Linked DNA regions of Sus scrofa: region 1 is linked to region 2. The links are chromatin contacts, called in public Hi-C maps. All regions are on one chromosome and are shown on one strand. The core of a region is the stretch at or near the end of the contact, and the rest is flanking DNA. Distances in the headings are between cores, read along the strand shown. Region 1 overlaps MGAT4A (mannosyl (alpha-1,3-)-glycoprotein beta-1,4-N-acetylglucosaminyltransferase, isozyme A). Region 2 holds the start of MGAT4A (mannosyl (alpha-1,3-)-glycoprotein beta-1,4-N-acetylglucosaminyltransferase, isozyme A).

What was found. A called contact is a pair of places that touch in the nucleus more often than the background predicts.
Region 1: a contact with region 2 is called in a Hi-C map of alveolar macrophages, with 2.6 times the contacts expected there. A contact is called at or near these places in 12 of 47 Hi-C or Micro-C datasets (alveolar macrophages, blood, embryonic fibroblasts and 8 more) and 2 of 2 datasets of targeted methods (alveolar macrophages and skeletal muscle).

Annotation. Positions count from the first base shown.
Region 1 is chr3:55,603,720-55,606,419 of Sscrofa11.1, reverse strand. MGAT4A (mannosyl (alpha-1,3-)-glycoprotein beta-1,4-N-acetylglucosaminyltransferase, isozyme A) reads right to left here. Exons shown (of 15, transcript NM_001315622.1): 3 at 1,030-1,170. Among named protein-coding and RNA genes, the nearest start is that of MGAT4A, 40 kb to the right of the region's middle.
Region 2 is chr3:55,563,633-55,566,349 of Sscrofa11.1, reverse strand. MGAT4A (mannosyl (alpha-1,3-)-glycoprotein beta-1,4-N-acetylglucosaminyltransferase, isozyme A) reads right to left here and starts at 1,417. Exons shown (of 15, transcript NM_001315622.1): 1 at 1,322-1,417. The coding sequence starts at 1,415.

The DNA of each region.
Region 1 (2,700 bases), core at 135-2,634, 40 kb before region 2:
AAAGACAAAATGAAGAAAGAAATAAAAAGTACAAAGGAATTGTAAACAAGTCCCACAAGAAAAACTCTAGAAGCTCTGGCGGCTCTAACAAGAGGAAGAAAACATATGCTATAAATTATCTTTTTGGTATTTTAGAAAAAAGAAGCAAACCAAAGTACTTGTATTATTCCATGAAAGGTTAAATGTAAGTGATGATATATCTTTATTTCTGTAAGAAAAAGTAGAGGCAGATGCATGAAAAACTTTCTTGAGATGACTGTAAGAGCTATTAATATTGAAATAAGATATAAGAAAAAAAACCGTCAGAGTTCCCGTCGTGGCTCAGCTGAAATGAATCTGACTAGCATCCATGGGGACGCACGTTTGATCCCTGGCCTCACTCAGTGGGTTAAGCATCCGGCATTGCCATGAGCTATGGTGTAGGTCGAAGACTCGGCTCTATGGTATAGGCCGGCAGCTATAGCTCGGATTCAACCCCTAGCCTGAGAACCTCTACATGCTGAGGCGGCAGCCCTAAAAAGCAAAAAAAAAAAAAAAGAGAGAGAGAGAGAGGGAGAAAAAAATCATTTCTCTACCTCCCTATTATTTATTTATTTATTTGATGGCCACACCCACGGCATAAGGAAGTTCCCAGGCCAGTGCCTAAATCTAAGCCACAGCTGCAACATACCAGATCCTTTAATCCACTGGCTGGGCAGGGGATCAAACCTGCACCTCCACAGCAACCCCAGCCACTGCATTCAGATTCTTAACCCACTGCGCCATAGCAGGAACTCCTTACCCATTTTTTAAATAGAAAGGTTAAACATTGTTTTGCTAGTGATACAGCTTGAACTAGATGTCTCCTGAGCCTTTTCAGCACTATTACTCTGGTCTTTAGAGAAAACTGTCCAACTCCTTTCAAGTTACTAGGCACAGGTCAAGAATTTTTATTATTTGACCTGCCAGACTTCTAATGGTCAATGTAATACTCCCAAGACCCAATTGAGACCAGGAATGCCACCACAACAAGAAATAAAATAAACCTACCTCCTGTTCGTCCATTACCAATTTGCACAGCAGGTTGAAGGCTCCCTTCATTTTGTAATAAATGAGGCAAATGATAATAAATACTTGGCACTTGAAGAGGTTTTTTGCTTGTTAACTCCTTTAATAGCTTTAGGGTATCATCTGAAACACAGAAACATCCATCAACCCACGGTAATATTTTACTTGTAGAAATTGCTGGTTTCACAAACACAGCAGTAAAAATGTATGAGAACTGAAAGAATTTTCTTTTCATGCTTTGATGAATGGGATTTCCACTGACACTTGTGCAACCAGCGTCTCACAGAGTCATAATGTTGAGAACAGTCTGAATGAAGTTAAAAGGTCAGCCAAAGTACCAGGAGAAGGTGGGGTATGAATCACTCTTGTATAATGTGTCAGAACTCAAGCCCGACGGAACAGACTCCAAATACACTATCCATTCATGAAATTGCGATAACAACAACTACAATGACTGGCAGCACTTTTTGATGCTATCAAATTTTACCAAAATTTCACGTAGAAGATTTTTTAAAATTCAAGTACAGTAAGTTAAAGAGCACAAGTAGAGAATGTTTGGTACAGTTCATAACTTTCAAATCATTTTTCAGTTTTTATGAGAGGGACCAATGAACCATTTAATATAAAATAAAACCTTGATAGGATAAGCAATGCTGTTTTAAAATTCCACTGAACCAGAACTGAAACCTTTAAATAAAGAGGTTAGCAGTAAGGACTTGTAGCTTCAACAATTTCATACAGAACAATATGAAAACTCCACTAAAATATTCCAAAAATTCAGATCTGAAAGTTCTCAAGTGAAAGGAAAATAATGACCACACATGAAATTAAAGTTTACTCTTATGTTAAAGAAACAACTACAAATTACAAGCCAACGCCCACCTATCAAATTAAACTAGCAGATTAAATGATCATATTAAATTTGGGTGATAATGCGATCGATGTTTCAGCTATTCAGAACAACATTGAAAATCCTCACCTATTATTAAGTAACTTTCCTTTTAGGAATTTAAATTTTATGCATCCAATAATTATTTAGTGATTACCTATTTTGTTCCAGCAACTGTACCATGTGTTTAGAAATCAGCAGGCATCATAACATAGATTATGTTTTTAAGAACGTTATAATCTAATGAAAATAACTCAAAGCCTACCATAAATTTAATTGATTTATATAGAGAGATATTTTTCACAGTTATAAACTGGGGGACAAAAGCCATCCAGAAAAATCTTATTCTCCTAAATGTAGAAAAATATTTAACCTATTATGGTCTATGATTAGCTGACATATTTATATAGCCAGTTAAAAATGGTATTTTTAAAGAATATTCAATGGCATAGCAAACTGCTCTAATAATTTTAAGAGTGAAAATAAGGCCATAAAACACACAATCACAATTTTGAAGAAGAATATGCATGGGAAAAAGACTAGAAGAAAACCAGGAATGTTAATCACTCCATAATTTTAAATGTTACTGTGCCATAATACAAATTTTATAATCAGGAGGGGAAGAAAGGAACATGAATCCTTAAAAATAAAGGAAGGGAAGGTTGCGAATCCCAAGATGAGAGGAATTAATGGTGAAGGATTATAACAGCTAATGCTACATGAAAAAGTGTATTCATCTTGGAAGATTACACAGATTTTCAGAC
Region 2 (2,717 bases), core at 168-2,667:
TAAGTAGACTTTTAAGGCCAGTCATCTGTTCTGTTCATGTCAGGGACAAGTAATAGTTCTCCATTTTTTGTTGTTTGGCCACACTCACAGCATGCAGAAGTTCCCCAGCTGGGCCAGGGATTGAACCTGCGCCACAGCAGCGACCTGAACCACAGCAGTGACAGTGCCAGATCCATAATTCATTGCACTACCACGGAACTCTGACAAGTAATAGTTTGATTAACTACTCAAAATTCTTCTTAAATAAGTTGTCCCCTTTTGGAACAATTAAAAAATCTAAGATGTATATATTTGTCTGCGAAGAAGGAAAGTCTTTAACAGGTTTTTCATTCATTCTTCCCCAAAGAGTTCCTTCCAAAATTAGAGCCCGACTCAGAGAAAAGAGAAAAAGAATACAGTATTTGCTCAAAACACAGAGCATGTTTTTCTACCAATATCAGATTATATTACACACACACACAAAGAAAAAAACTGTTATAAATACATCATTTGTTACCTTCATACAAGTCAATAAAATAAGGCCAGCAATAGCGCCTTCAAATAACCAGGTGACAAGAACTCTAAAATACCAAATATAAACCTCCATTCTTCCTGCCAACAATGTTCCTTAAATTAACATAAGGAAAGGAGACATAAAAAGGAAGGGTAGGAATTTACTGCAAATATTTTCTCTTCAAAAAAGCCAACTGCATTGTTCTTGAATGTGGTTCCAATCACTAAACAAATAACATTCCTTTAAAAAAAACAGTTTAATAGTCTAAACAAAATTAATTTAAATTAAAAAAATTTTTCAAATCCAAATTCCATCTCACCCACTTCATAAATACCTTTGCCTAAAGAGCAATCTGTCAACACATGCGGTTTAAATCATTAACTACACAGCACCTAATCATTAGTATAATCAGCATGTAAATTTCTTGAAGGCACTGATTGTGTCCTTTTAAGTGTTTTGTACAACATCCGGTGCAAGGAAGCTTATTAAACATTTATGATGTTTAATAATAAGAAATAAAATGCCCAAACAAAAGTCTTTATTATTCAACTTGGCTGCCGCTTATAATATAAACCACTGATGAGCATGTTTCTCTGAGTGCAATTACAAAAAATCCACAACAAAACAAAGCCCATTCAAATCAGAAAGTCTGCCTCCTCTGTCCAAGAATACTGTTTCATTTTTGTGTCAGAAAGAAACTGGCAGGCTGCCAGCAGATAGCATGCAACATGCAGACTGCAGGGGCATTTAACTTAAGCACTGGTGCACACTTGACAAAGCAAAAAACCTAGGACATTCCAGGCACATTTTTGGAGATATTTTCCTTACCTTTCCCATTTTGCCACGTGGTATACCAAGATAAAGTAAGGAACGAAGTGATAAATGCTAAAACAGTGGCTACAGTTCCATTTCGGAGCCTCATCTCATTTCACCATCACTGGTTCAAATGTTTATGATGATAACCAAGACTGTTTCTTTTTATCTTGAAGTCAACTAAATCCAGCTCTCCTGGCTCTAGACCAATCAAAACCATCAATAGGAGAGCTTCATTTCAGATGCTGGGCAGAATTAAGTCTGGCAGCCACACCATCCACAATTACTAGTCAGGATTGTCGTACAGTCTTCATAGGTGGATGTCTCAGGCTTCTTTCTTCCTATTCAGGGGGAAGAGAGAAAGAAAAACTTGCTTGATGCAAAATATTGGTTTCTTTATTTATGAGTCACTGTAATAAACAGATTTTTGGCTGGGCGAAACGGACTCATTTAATATATGAGAATGATATGGTTGTTTTCCTCCAGAGCAAAAAGCTTCCAACTATACACTCTCCTTGGCTTGGTCTGATCTGTGGAGATAAAGGTCTCGTTATTTATGCAAAGGGGGAAGTGCTGAGGCTCATTAAATAATAAGCCACAGATTCCAAGCTGAGAACTCTATAAAGATCACTCAGTGGATCCCTTGTGACATCATCTTCACTTTCCTCAATCCTTTTACTGCACAATAAGTAAATAGTTAATATTTTCAAATTGTTCAAGAAAACTGACAGACTACAATTTTCAAGGGTCAAAAGCCCTAGATCCTAGACGCAGCTCCATCATTACCTATGTGACTTCGGGCATGTCACTTATCTCAGCCTTGTGGTTTCACCCCCCCCGCCCCCGGAATGACATCATTACCCGTGCTGGCTCCTCTGGTTCTCATAATGAATAAAAAGGTTATGGTTATGGAGTTCCCGTAGTGGAGCAGAGGAAACAAATCCAATTAAGAACCATGACGGTACGGGCCTCGATCCCTGGCCTTGCTCAGTAGGTTAAGGATCCGGCATTGCTGAGCTGGAATGTAGGTCACAGATGAGGCTCAGATCCCGCATTGCTGTGGTTGTGGTGTACACTGGCAGCTGTATCTCCGATTCGACCCCTAGCCTGGGAACCTCCATATGCAGTGGGTGCGGTCCTAAAAAGCAAAAAAAAAAAAGTTACAGTTATGATGCCTATTGGTCATCATCATAAAATAGATGTAGTTTTCCCAATGATTAACCCTACCACCACCACCACCCCGGGTGTAAACTGGGACTATTTAGGCATTTAGAAAATGCAACAATGCAACACTAGAAGCCAGGATATATCACTTAACATTGATTTAACTCAGGAAATCTGGAGATCACCTCCCAGCCAGCAAAGCTGTTCAGAAAACGGAATGAAACCAAGTTCTTAGCAGTACTTAAAC